Regions from separate parts of the Sus scrofa genome. Here regions 1, 3 and 4 are each linked to region 2. Evidence: chromatin contacts called from public HiChIP or PLAC-seq data. All regions are on one chromosome and are shown on one strand. The core of a region is the stretch at or near the end of the contact, and the rest is flanking DNA. Distances in the headings are between cores, read along the strand shown. Region 1 holds the start of TOP1 (DNA topoisomerase 1). Region 2 holds the start of MAFB (transcription factor MafB). Region 3 has its middle 350 kb from the start of MAFB. Region 4 has its middle 370 kb from the start of MAFB.

Region 1 (2,700 bases), core at 151-2,650, 300 kb before region 2:
AAACTTTCTGAAAGTAGATACCACTACCCTGGCAAAGAACACAACTTGGGGAAAGCAATCTCAAAAGGTGAAGAACTCCACAAAGGAGGGCTTTAGTTTTAGAGCCCTAATTCTAACCATCAAACATCTCACCGAAGGGGTGGGGGGATCAACAGTTGCTCAAGGGTATCTTTCATTCTGGAAGCAGAAAAGGAAACAAACAAGAAGCAGTAGGGGAATAACCCCTCAAATAAAGTTCTCTTTGGAAAAAAATAGTAACAATTCAGGCTCCCACCCTTCCCTCTGCTGAGGTCTGTGATTTATATGGCTTTGCTCTGCAGAAAGCTCTTTCTGGGCAGCTCAGGGAAGGAGCCGAGGGAGGGAGAGAAAGAGACACAAGCACAGAAAGGAGAGGAGAGAGAAAAAGAAAATGGCGCAGAGACTAAGTCCCGACTGTCGACAGGGCGACTTTCCCGGGAGGAATCCGGGCCCGGAAAGGCTGCCCGACGCCCGGTGACGGGCGACGCGGGGTCTCCGTTGCCCCCTCTTGGGAGGGCCGCGATATGGGGGCAGTGGGGTCCCCGGAAAGGGGGTCCAGAGGCGGCCCGATGGGAACAATGGGGCCGGTGAGCGAGAAGCCGGGACTTAGTCTCTGGGACGCCATGTCTGTCCTCTGCCCGGCTCGGGCCGGGCGGCCGGGGACCCGGGGTCGGGGAGGGGGCACACTCACCATTCAGTCGGAAATCCGCCTCGATCTGGGGAGAGAAAAGGAGGGACCGTGAAACAACAGGCACATTCACCCCGCGGCGGCCGGCGGGCGAGCGCGCGCGGCCGTGGGCCGGTCCCACCCTGCGCCCCCCGGGATGGAGGGGCCCCGGGAACGGCCGCCAGGGCCCGCCAGCCCCCCAAAATTGGAAGTTGGCGGCTTCCGCCCGGGGAGCCCATCGCCTCCGGCCGGCCGCCCCTACCCAGGGGTTCCGGCCTGTCAAAGCGGCCAGGCCGAGGCCGGGGCCTGCGCCGGGGGTCTTGGAGGGCCGGGGCGGCGCCGGGGACCCAGGCGGGTCGGGCAGGGCCGTACCTGGGAATCGGTGTGGAGATGGTCCCCACTCATGTCGGCAGGAGTGGCGAGTGCGGCGGGCGGCGAGGGGCGCCGAGGAGACGCAGACGGTCGCTACCGGCCTGTGCGGGTGGACAGGGGCTTCCGGAGGCTCCCGAAGGCTCCCGGAAGCGCGAGTAAACGTCGGCGGGGCGGGCCTGAGACTCCCGGTAAGGCTGAGGCGGCGACAGCGGCGGCGACGCTGACTGACTGCCGGGCGGGAGGCGAGAGCAGACCCCAGCAGTTGTGTAACAGCCTAAGTTCGCATTTCGGCTCACTGCGCCTGCGCGGCCGCTTTTAAATGAGACGTCGCTGACGTCAGAGACTCGCGGAAGGAGGCCGAGGGTTGTGGGGCCCGCCCCCTCGCACTTCCCAAGGAGGACCTGGCTTTGCATCGTAAGCCCCGCCCCTTAGTCCTCGCGCGCCGCTGTGATTTGCATGAGAAGTTGACTCCTCCCACGGCCGCACATCCTGAGCAGCCTTCTTTTCCTCTCCCAGCGCCTTTTCTCGGAAACCAGGCCCCTCCCCTAGGCTGTGCGCAGGCTCAGCCCGGACACCGCCTCCGGACCGGGGCCGGCCACTCGGCCACGTGGTGGGCCTTTAAAGGCCGCGGCGGGACCGCGCCAGGCCTGGTCCGTGCTTCTGTCTCGCTTTTTCCTCTTCTCGGAGATTCAGAAACCCTGGCGTTCAGGGCCCCTGAGCTCTCACCGGCTATTCCTCTCTCGTTAACCATACTCCGAGGCTATTTGATGGGAGGAGCTCCTTCCCCAGCCTTTGTCCAGGCTTTCCAATTCCTCGATTATTTCATGCTTTCTTAAAATTTATTTTATTTTTTTTCAGCCCACCAAAAGTCTGGTTTAGCTCCCGTTTTCAGTCGGGTACGTGTGGCCCTGGGTCTCAAGAGGCCTAATTTCATTAGTTCTTTCTTCAGACCTTCCTGAGCCAGGAATTGCGTTAAGAAAAAGGATAGGATAGGGACCAAAGAGAACCAGATCGCGGGGTGAACACGACCTGGCTCTGTGCCCTGCTGTATCCTTAGCGCGCAAAGAGGCCTAGGGGAGAGGAATTGGAGAGAGAACTGCCGCTTATGGAGCATCTACTCTGCTCTGATTTGACACAATAGCTCTTTGAGGTCGCCTATTTTACTAAAGTTTAATTGTGTCAGAGATAAGTGACCTACTAACTGCCTACTTGACATCTCCTTTTGGATACCTCACAAACTTCCCTAAACTCACCATCTTCCTCCACCACCCAGTTAGAAAAGCTCCACCCTGGACATCTTCCTTTTCTTTCTCATTCATCCAGCTGATTGCATGTTTTCAATCTTTCCCTTGGCCACACACCTGTCGAAGTCTGCATTATCTCTTGCTTGGATTATACTACATAATACATTCCTAACAGGGATCCCTGCTTCCCTTCTGGCCCTCTCACAAGTTGCTCTGCAACAGTAGCCAAAGTAATTTCTCTACACCAGATCTATTATCCCCTCCAACAGTACTTCTCATCTTAGTACAAAGTTCAAAGTTCTTTTTTTTTTTTTTTCTTCCTGGTCACACTCATGCATGCGGAAGTTCCCTGTCTGGGGATGAAACGTGCTACAATTGTAACCAGAGCCACAGCAATGA
Region 2 (2,708 bases), core at 19-2,518:
GCACAGCTCTGGGGCCCCTGGCTGGAGCATTTCCTCTTTCGGCCCTCGGCCTAACTCTGCCTAGGAGTTTCCAGCTCAAGGAGCTGCCGCCGGGCATCTCCCCACCCCCGCCCCCACCCCCAGCTGGGGCACAGAGTTCCATGGGGGACATCAGCGCGGAAATCGCGACTGAGTCCGAGAACCGAACCGAGAACCTGTGCGTGGCCCCAGAGGAACCTGTCCTGAGCTCCGGTGCGCACACAGCCTACTTTCTGGGCCAGGTTGAATTGGGCGTGTTGGGGAGACCCAGTTGGGTCTCAGGCGTCGGCCGAGCCTTTCTGCTGCGGGTCCCGCGGTTCAGCGCGCCTTTGCGCGAAGTGGCCACTTGGGGTCGCACTTTATGCCTGTTTGAGCCTCTCCACCTTGGGCTGACGCCGGGATCTGCTTAATCGTTACAAAACGTTCAAACAAAAACAGGGCCGGATTCGCAGCAGCCAAGAGCCACCCGGAGCACCGTCCTGGGCTGGCCTCAGCCCCCAGCCTCGGCGAATTCAGGGTTCCGTGCATTTGCCTGGGAGAGGGCTTCTGAGCCTTTGGGCCGATTCCTTCCCAGCTCCCTTCATCTTGTGCATTTGTGGGTGGGGTGAGCAGGGAGCTGCGCGGCCAGCGGAGTTCTAAATCCGGGCCCGGGCACTGCACCCTCCAGGAGGGGGGCAGACCCTGCTTGGCCCGAGGAGGTTAAGAGTTGGATCTGAACACAACTCTTGGAGCCCCGACCTCGCCCCCCCACCCCACCCCGCAACACACAAACGCGAGCAGATCTGTAGAAACACAGCCTTGCACCGCATACACCGGCCCGAGACCCAGCGGCACACGGAGCGTCCCCCACTGGGCGGGGGACGCTAGGGAACAATGGGCCAGAGAGGTGCCATCCCGGCGCTCATTCTGAGCCTCCTGGGGGTTGATATGGGCTGGTGGGAGGGGAGGGGGCACAAGGGTAAAGAAGGAGGAGAGCGCGCGAAGGGGTGGATAAGGTGGGGGGGGGGCACCGAAGAGCTGGCGGAGACCAGGACTCCGAGGGGGTGGGGGCTGGGCCCGGGCCGGCGGTCCCACTTGGCTCCAGCCCTCCGCCAGGCCTCAGCGGCTCTTCGGCTGCTCGCGCCGCCAGTCAGCTGACACTGGGGGCGGAGGAGCTGTCAGGCGCGCCCCGCCCTGCGCCGCCGGGCCGTGGGGCCCGTGCAGCCATTGGCCAGCGCTCTGGGCCGCCCGGGCCCCCGCGCCCCAGTGACATCAGGGAGGCGATAAAAGGCAGTGGCGGCGCCGGATCCCGCACAGCTGCACCGCCGGGCTGCGAGCGGCTGCGATCGAGAGAGACCAACAGCAAGAGAGCTAGAGAGCGAGCCGCGGGCGCTCGCCCGGCGCCTCCCCTCGGTTCAGCCCCCGCGTCCCGCTCGCTTCTCCACCCCTCCCAGGCCGTCCCGGCCCCGGCGCGGCCACATCCCTGAGCTCTGGGGCGGCGCAGGCAGCCTCGGGACTCTCCGGCGCGCCGCCGCGTCCCCAGACAAAGGCTTGGCCGGCGGCCCCGGCCCGCTGAGCCCTCGGCTCCCCGCCTCCCGGGCTCGCCGCTCTTCGCCCCCGCTCCCGGCTCGGCGCGTCCCGGCCGGTCGCAAAGTTTCCCGGGCGGCAGCGGCGACTGCGCCTCGCGTGAGCGATGGCCGCGGAGCTGAGCATGGGGCCCGAGCTGCCCACCAGCCCGCTGGCCATGGAGTACGTCAACGACTTCGACCTGCTCAAGTTCGACGTAAAGAAGGAGCCGCTGGGGCGCGCGGAGCGCCCGGGCCGGCCCTGCACGCGCCTGCAGCCAGCTGGCTCGGTGTCGTCTACACCTCTCAGCACGCCGTGCAGCTCGGTGCCCTCGTCGCCCAGCTTCAGCCCCACCGAACAGAAGACCCACCTCGAGGACCTGTACTGGATGGCGAGCAACTACCAGCAGATGAACCCCGAGGCGCTCAACCTGACGCCCGAAGACGCGGTGGAGGCGCTCATCGGCTCGCACCCAGTGCCACAGCCGTTGCAGAGCTTCGACGGCTTCCGAGGCGCGCACCACCACCATCACCACCACCACCCACACCCGCACCACGCTTACCCGGGCGCCGGTGTGGCCCACGACGAGCTGGGCCCGCACGCGCATCCACACCATCACCATCATCACCAAGCATCGCCACCGCCGTCCAGCGCGGCCAGCCCCGCGCAGCAGCTGCCCACCAGCCATCCCGGGCCTGGGCCGCACGCGGCGGCCACCGCGACGGCGGCTGGCGGTAGCGGCAGCGTGGAGGACCGCTTCTCTGACGACCAGCTCGTGTCCATGTCCGTGCGCGAGCTGAACCGCCACCTGCGGGGCTTCACCAAGGACGAGGTGATCCGCCTGAAGCAGAAGCGGCGGACCCTGAAGAACCGGGGCTACGCCCAGTCGTGCAGGTATAAACGCGTCCAGCAGAAGCACCACCTGGAGAATGAGAAGACACAGCTCATTCAGCAGGTGGAGCAGCTTAAGCAGGAGGTGTCCCGGCTGGCCCGCGAAAGAGACGCCTACAAGGTCAAGTGTGAGAAACTCGCCAACTCCGGCTTCAGGGAGGCGGGCTCCACCAGCGACAGCCCCTCCTCTCCCGAGTTCTTTCTGTGAGTCGTGGCCGGTCCCGGCCCCCGCCCTTGCCCTGGCCCGGACTCCC
Region 3 (2,700 bases), core at 127-2,626, 350 kb after region 2:
TCCTTCATCTTGTAAGTGAGCATTTCCAGTTATTTCTTGCCTGCTCATTCCCTTCAGTTGACCTAAGGCCTTTAGAAAAGACTGCTTGGAATCTGAGAAACTTATCTCAAAAACACCTCTGAATTCAGGGAAGGACCTCATCACGTCATTTCAGGGGAGCTGCAAATAGACTTAATGCCTCCCAAGATCAGGTGGAGCAGCAAGGAATGTTCTACTAGAGTTCATGTTTTCAAAACATGACTTGTATTTTTAATTAGTCACCATATACGCCCGCCCATCGTTATCTTCCGCATCTTAAAACACCCTTATAAAGTGATATTATTCTTGTTTCCACTTTGCAGATGAGGGAATCGAACATTTGAGACTGTGTATCCCCACCATCTATTCACATCTGACATCCTCTATTTTCTGCTCTTCTTGGAGGATCTTTGCTGCATAGTCAAAGAGGAAGTTGAATATTTTTGTTACATTTTTGCAACATGCAAAGCACCTTTGCCCGCCTGCCTTCCTCCCTTCCTTCCTTCCTTCCTTCCTCTTTCTTTTTTTTCTCCCTCTCTCCTTCCCTCCCTTTCTTCCTCCCCCTTTCTCCCTTCCTTCTTAATTTTAAGAGCAAGACACTGTGGTCCCCATGGGTTATATGAAATAGATAGAGGAGATGAGACTCAAAATTATGTCAAGTCCAGGACTCTTTCCTCTGGTACTTTATTTTGGCCTAATTCAGAAAACGGCCAGGATGGAAATGCCCAGGATTGGAAACACAGTTTGGCAGCAGAGAGTCAAATATGGAAGGACCCCTCAGCCCCAAAGGGCCATAGCCCTCCTAAATTGGGGCTTTCTGTACATTTTCCAGGCACATGTCTATGCTGGTCTGGATGTGATCATAAGGACGCCTATGGATGTTCAGATGTCTCAGTGTGTCAATTAATAGGCTCTGACAGAGGACCAACACACTGTGGAGAATTGAAACAATTATATGGATACCTTGGTCCCCTCCCTGATTTTTTTTATCAGCTCACAGAAAGCCAAAGGAAGCTTTGATGTTCTTTTTTTTTTTTCTTTTCTTTCTTTTTTTTTTTTTTTTTTTTTTTTTACTGCTTCATGGATCCAGTGATTGTTCTCTTACTCTCTTTCCGCCTCCACAGGCTCCGGTGGACCACAATGCTCTGACAATTCCTGAACACCAAAGTGAGAAGGACATTTGCATCCGAGGACCTTGACTACTTCGAGGGAAGGAATTACCTGCTCAGCATGGTCTCAGAAAGAAGTTCTCTCAGAGGTTGTGTGAGGACAAGCTGAGGAAACATAAGCCATAGCTTCTGGAATCGTAACAATATTCCAAGACAAATGTTCCTCATGGGCTGGGGTTTTTTCCTACATCTGTCATACACTCAGGGTGTGACATGGGGGAATGCACTCCCCGCCCTCAGCCACCAAGCCTCATCTATACAGCGGGGGGTTTAGAGTTCCAAGATCCCGAGTATCATGCCTTGAATGGGGTCAGGTTGGGAATTCAGATACTCAGGCTTGTTGGGAAAGGATGTATCCAGGTGGGGGCAGGGCTTGTGTTGAATTAGATGAGAAAGGGGCGTGGTGATCAGGCTGTGAGCTGGTCTAGAAAGAAAGTCTAAAAAGGTCTGATCTGGAGGCAGTCGCCTAGGAGTGGCAGTCAAGCCAGGTCAGGCTCTGGGCGGACTGCCTGCTTTGGGAAATGGCATGGATGTGTGGGGAGAGGCTGTTAAGGCTGGAACAGGTGTCCAAGCCCAAGCCAAATGGATTGAAGGTCAGGACGGGGCATTAGTTCTAAACAAGGTGCCCGCATGCAAAGCAGACACTGACTGGGTGGTCACAGAGAAACCCGCTCTGCAGGGAACCCTGCGTTTAAGACAGCAAGAGTAAGTCTTGCTGCTTCTCATGGAAAATATAAGGCTGTCTTGGCTGGAGGGTTGGAGATGCTGGACAGACACATTTAGAGCTGAAATACAGTACTTCAATTTTAATAGAAATAAAAAAATAATAACAACCAACACATAAGAAGCACTTTCTCTGTGACACACTGTTCTAAGTTCCTCCCATATGTGAATCCATGGGCAGGCTGATTTTAAAGCTTTTTCCTGTTAATGACTATGTTAGCAACCCCCCCCCCTTTTTTTTTTGGCCAATATCAAACTGTGGTGATATTTGTCCCTTCAATTATGATTATGCCATCCTTGACGAGTCCAGGCAAAAATAGAGAGAATGGGGAGGGACAAATGGAAATTGGTTCAGACTGGAGATTCCCAGGAAATAGGAGCCCTTTCAATGACATTATCAGTATGGATTTCATTGTCAGGCTTTCCTCTTCAAACAGGATCAAAGATTAGCCACACTTGCATTCTTTCCCAGTTAGATGTATCTTTCCAGCAAAGAGTCCATGTCTCCAAGCTGGAGGTGAGTCCAGCCACCATCCTCCAATTTCTCCTACAACTACAAGTATCTATTAGGTTCCTCTAGGTTAGATGTAGGGTGACTGCGACTGTGGAGAAACCCACATGGGACATTAAAAAATGTTGCAAGAGGAGGAGTTCCCATCGTGGCACAGCAGAAACGAATCTAACTAGGAACCATGAGGTTGCAGGTTCATGTTGATTGGACCCCTAGCCTGGGAACCTCCATATGTCTCGGGTGAGGCCCTAAAAAGCGAAATAAATAAATACATAAATA
Region 4 (2,825 bases), core at 8-2,507, 370 kb after region 2:
TGCATCCTTCAACAGAAATTTATTGAGCAAAGCATGTATCAGATAGAAGACTAGATGCTATGAATACAGCAGATATAACTGCTTCCTTCCTTCAAAGAGTTTGCAGTCTAGCTGACTACAGAATTTCAGATGTATATGCCACCTTACCCACCCCTGCCCTGCCCACTATCGTAATGAGGATTGCCCTGGGTTTATAGATATGAAGCCTACAGTTTAAAGAAGTATATGAAAATTACCAAGGCCACCCAGTCCATCTGTTGTGCGGATGGGTAACATGCTCATGTCTGACTCCAGAACTCCCATGCTGCTGGTTACCTGGCCAATGACTAATATTGGATCAGTTCCCAGCGCCCAACAAGGAGATGTCAAATTTACATGTCTGGCATTGGATCTAGAGCTTTAAAGATCCAGGTGAGGGTAACAGAAGCAGAGAAATTGGTTCCTGTTGTTGGTGGAACCATGACCCTTCACAAGCAGAAGCAGGGGGAATGCTGACCAGCTACTATTCATGAGGGTCTGCCCAGGAGTTCGGCATATTGGGTTTGCATGAGGGCTGCCATCTTCATCTAAATAGCCTTGGGCGAGCACTTCTCTATCAGACTCATCTTTCCTCATCTGTAGAGTGGAAAATATCAACATTGACCTTTCCGAGTGGTTGTGAGGTTTCAATGGGCCCATGTATATAAAACATTTAGCATAAAATGTCAGCTGTTGTTACTGTTTTTATGCTTTTTTTTTTTTTCCTTGTGCTGAATCTGATTGCACTCTGGAGTCCCTGGCTTGTTCTGCCAATTCTGAGCCAAGCACCTGCTTCCTCACCACCTTTGCTGTCCTCAGGAGCCCTCAGTATGGCCTCAGCTTCCATCAGTATGGCCTCAGCTTCCACCTTAAGAGAATGTGAACATGATCTGTCCCCAATATAGTCCAGGGGTGCAAGGAGGTTGCTAATTAGAAATGGAAGGGTAGGCACAGCTAATGGTTTTCTGAGTAGCCATTTACACTCACAGTTTGGGAATTGGGTGTGATTTCTTCTTGGAATAATTCCTTAGAGATTTGGAGCTTGTTCTGATGTTGTCATCTAGTTTCCAGGGTCTCTTCTATTCTTTGAAGACCCAGATTTGGGACTTGGCCCTTTGGCCCAGTTCTCACTGCCAGGTTAGACAAGTAGAGATATTATTTGTCATGCTCGGGCTAGGTCGCCTGGCTGAGATGCTCACCACTGGGCCAGGCCTTCACTTTCTCAACCTGGGCTCTCAGCCATGGCTGGAGAGAAGCCAGCAGGGAGGAGGCAGGCCCTGGGCAGAGCTGGGCAGGGGTGGGGGAGTAATCGGTGCTGGGAGCCTGAGGTGGCCTGCAGCTACATGGGCGGGATTAGTGACATCAGCCCCTCTAGGGGCAGCAGGTTCAGACAGGAGGAAAGGGAGACTGCCTGCGCTGGGTCAGCGGGGGCACTGGCAGCTCGGAGAGTGGGTCCTCCCAGCCTGGGCTCCTTGGGGCCTGCCCGTTCTGGCGTGCCTGGTGGGGAAACCTGTTGAGTGAGTTCCCATGTGTTTCCCCATAAGGCTGAGGCTTGCGGTCCAGGCTGGAAAGTGGGGTGAGGGGAGGGAGCTCTTTATTGACTCTGACATTTACTTGAGAAGCTGCCAAAGGGTGGTTTATGTTTCTTAAACAGAGATGTGTTATGATAGGGAGGCTGCTTCTGTGGAGGTGAGAGTGAGCCGTGCCTGAGGCTGGGCCTCCCTGATGAGTCCCTCTGCCAAGTCAGTAGGCGGCCCAGCAAAGGCGGCAGAGGGCCAGGTTTGGGAAGGGACAGGCTTAGCCACCCTTGACACAGAGCAGGGGACTTGGAGAGAGTCAGATCATCTCCCTGATCTCTATCCCCTCATCAGCTAGGTCAGAATAATGACCTCCCCTGCCCAGGGCTCCTTAGTTGGGGGTTCCTTAGCTACATCCTTCCTCTGCACCATTCCAGGTGTTTCACAAATATGATCTCACTTAATCCTATAAAGACGGCATGATGTAGGTGCTATTATTAGCCTTGTTTTACAGATGAGGTACAGAAAGACCAAATCATTTGGCCAAGGTCTCACAGCACAACTGTCAGAGCAGAGATCTGACCCCAAGTCAACTGGCTCCAAGGTCTCCAATCTTAACCATGATGCTATGCTTCCTGGAACTTGCAGAGGACTCCGGTCCGCTCCTGCGGAAGGTGTAAATCACTTTGGAAGAGCCCAATTGTAGATGCGACTAGCTGATGAACACACATCTCTTTTATTGGATTCTGAGACAGCCATCTTGATTTCTGCTAATCACCATATCCCTGGGACCTAGCTGGACCTGTAAGAAACTTCCCTGCTGCACATATGTGAGAGGCTAATGGGAGCATCAAACAAGATAAAGACATAAAGGTGCTTCCCTTTGGAGGCACCCCACACTGCTCTGAGCTCACGAAAGGACTTGGGAAATGTTTATACCTGGGACAGACTTGTTGTGGGGCTGAGTTTATCTGGTGACCTCATTTTGTGGGTCTCAGTGTAGCACAATTGCTCACAAGTGGAGTCACCCCCACATGGCAGCCATTGGAGGGATTTGCCTCATCCACAGACGAGGAACAAGGGCAGGGGCCATGTCTTACAGGCAGGCCAGCACCTCACAGACCTTCTAAAACTTTCAAGGGTGACCTCACACAGCATCTCCCCAAAGTACTTGCTATTGAATCTTGAAAACTGACTCACACCATCTTTCTACCTTAGGGAAGAGCATTTCCATCACTCTGTTCAGCAACCTAAATCTCATCTTCAGCTTCTGCTTCAGCCCTAATGAGG

The links. HiChIP or PLAC-seq counts read pairs in DNA pulled down with a chosen protein or histone mark.
Region 1: an H3K27ac HiChIP or PLAC-seq map of alveolar macrophages shows a contact between it and region 2. The contact joins the promoter of TOP1 here to the promoter of MAFB in region 2. A contact is called at or near these places in 1 of 47 Hi-C or Micro-C datasets (heart right ventricle) and 1 of 2 datasets of contacts at active chromatin or transcription factors (alveolar macrophages).
Region 3: an H3K27ac HiChIP or PLAC-seq map of skeletal muscle shows a contact between it and region 2. The contact joins the enhancer-like site here to the promoter of MAFB in region 2. A contact is called at or near these places in 2 of 5 promoter capture datasets (fetal skeletal muscle and skeletal muscle), 4 of 47 Hi-C or Micro-C datasets (heart right ventricle, psoas muscle and skeletal muscle) and 2 of 2 datasets of contacts at active chromatin or transcription factors (alveolar macrophages and skeletal muscle).
Region 4: an H3K27ac HiChIP or PLAC-seq map of skeletal muscle shows a contact between it and region 2, with 8 times the contacts expected there. The contact joins the enhancer-like site here to the promoter of MAFB in region 2. A contact is called at or near these places in 2 of 5 promoter capture datasets (fetal skeletal muscle and skeletal muscle), 8 of 47 Hi-C or Micro-C datasets (alveolar macrophages, embryonic fibroblasts, heart right ventricle and 3 more) and 2 of 2 datasets of contacts at active chromatin or transcription factors (alveolar macrophages and skeletal muscle).

The regions. Positions count from the first base shown.
Region 1 is chr17:43,708,970-43,711,669 of Sscrofa11.1, reverse strand. TOP1 (DNA topoisomerase 1) reads right to left here and starts at 1,400. Exons shown (of 21, transcript XM_021078395.1): 1 at 1,058-1,400; 2 at 710-734. The coding sequence starts at 1,090.
Region 2 is chr17:43,410,342-43,413,049 of Sscrofa11.1, reverse strand. MAFB (transcription factor MafB) reads left to right here and starts at 1,268. Exons shown (of 1, transcript XM_013985377.2): 1 at 1,268-2,708. The coding sequence starts at 1,691. The coding sequence ends at 2,662.
Region 3 is chr17:43,062,392-43,065,091 of Sscrofa11.1, reverse strand. No RefSeq gene overlaps it. Among named protein-coding and RNA genes, the nearest start is that of MAFB, 350 kb to the left of the region's middle. Within about 2 kb of position 1,376, at least 3 of the 83 cell types and tissues checked have an H3K27ac peak or open chromatin away from gene starts, as enhancers often do. A contact at or near this core is called in alveolar macrophages, fetal skeletal muscle and skeletal muscle, where this site is marked.
Region 4 is chr17:43,044,158-43,046,982 of Sscrofa11.1, reverse strand. No RefSeq gene overlaps it. Among named protein-coding and RNA genes, the nearest start is that of MAFB, 370 kb to the left of the region's middle. Within about 2 kb of position 1,257, at least 13 of the 83 cell types and tissues checked have an H3K27ac peak or open chromatin away from gene starts, as enhancers often do. A contact at or near this core is called in fetal skeletal muscle and skeletal muscle, where this site is marked.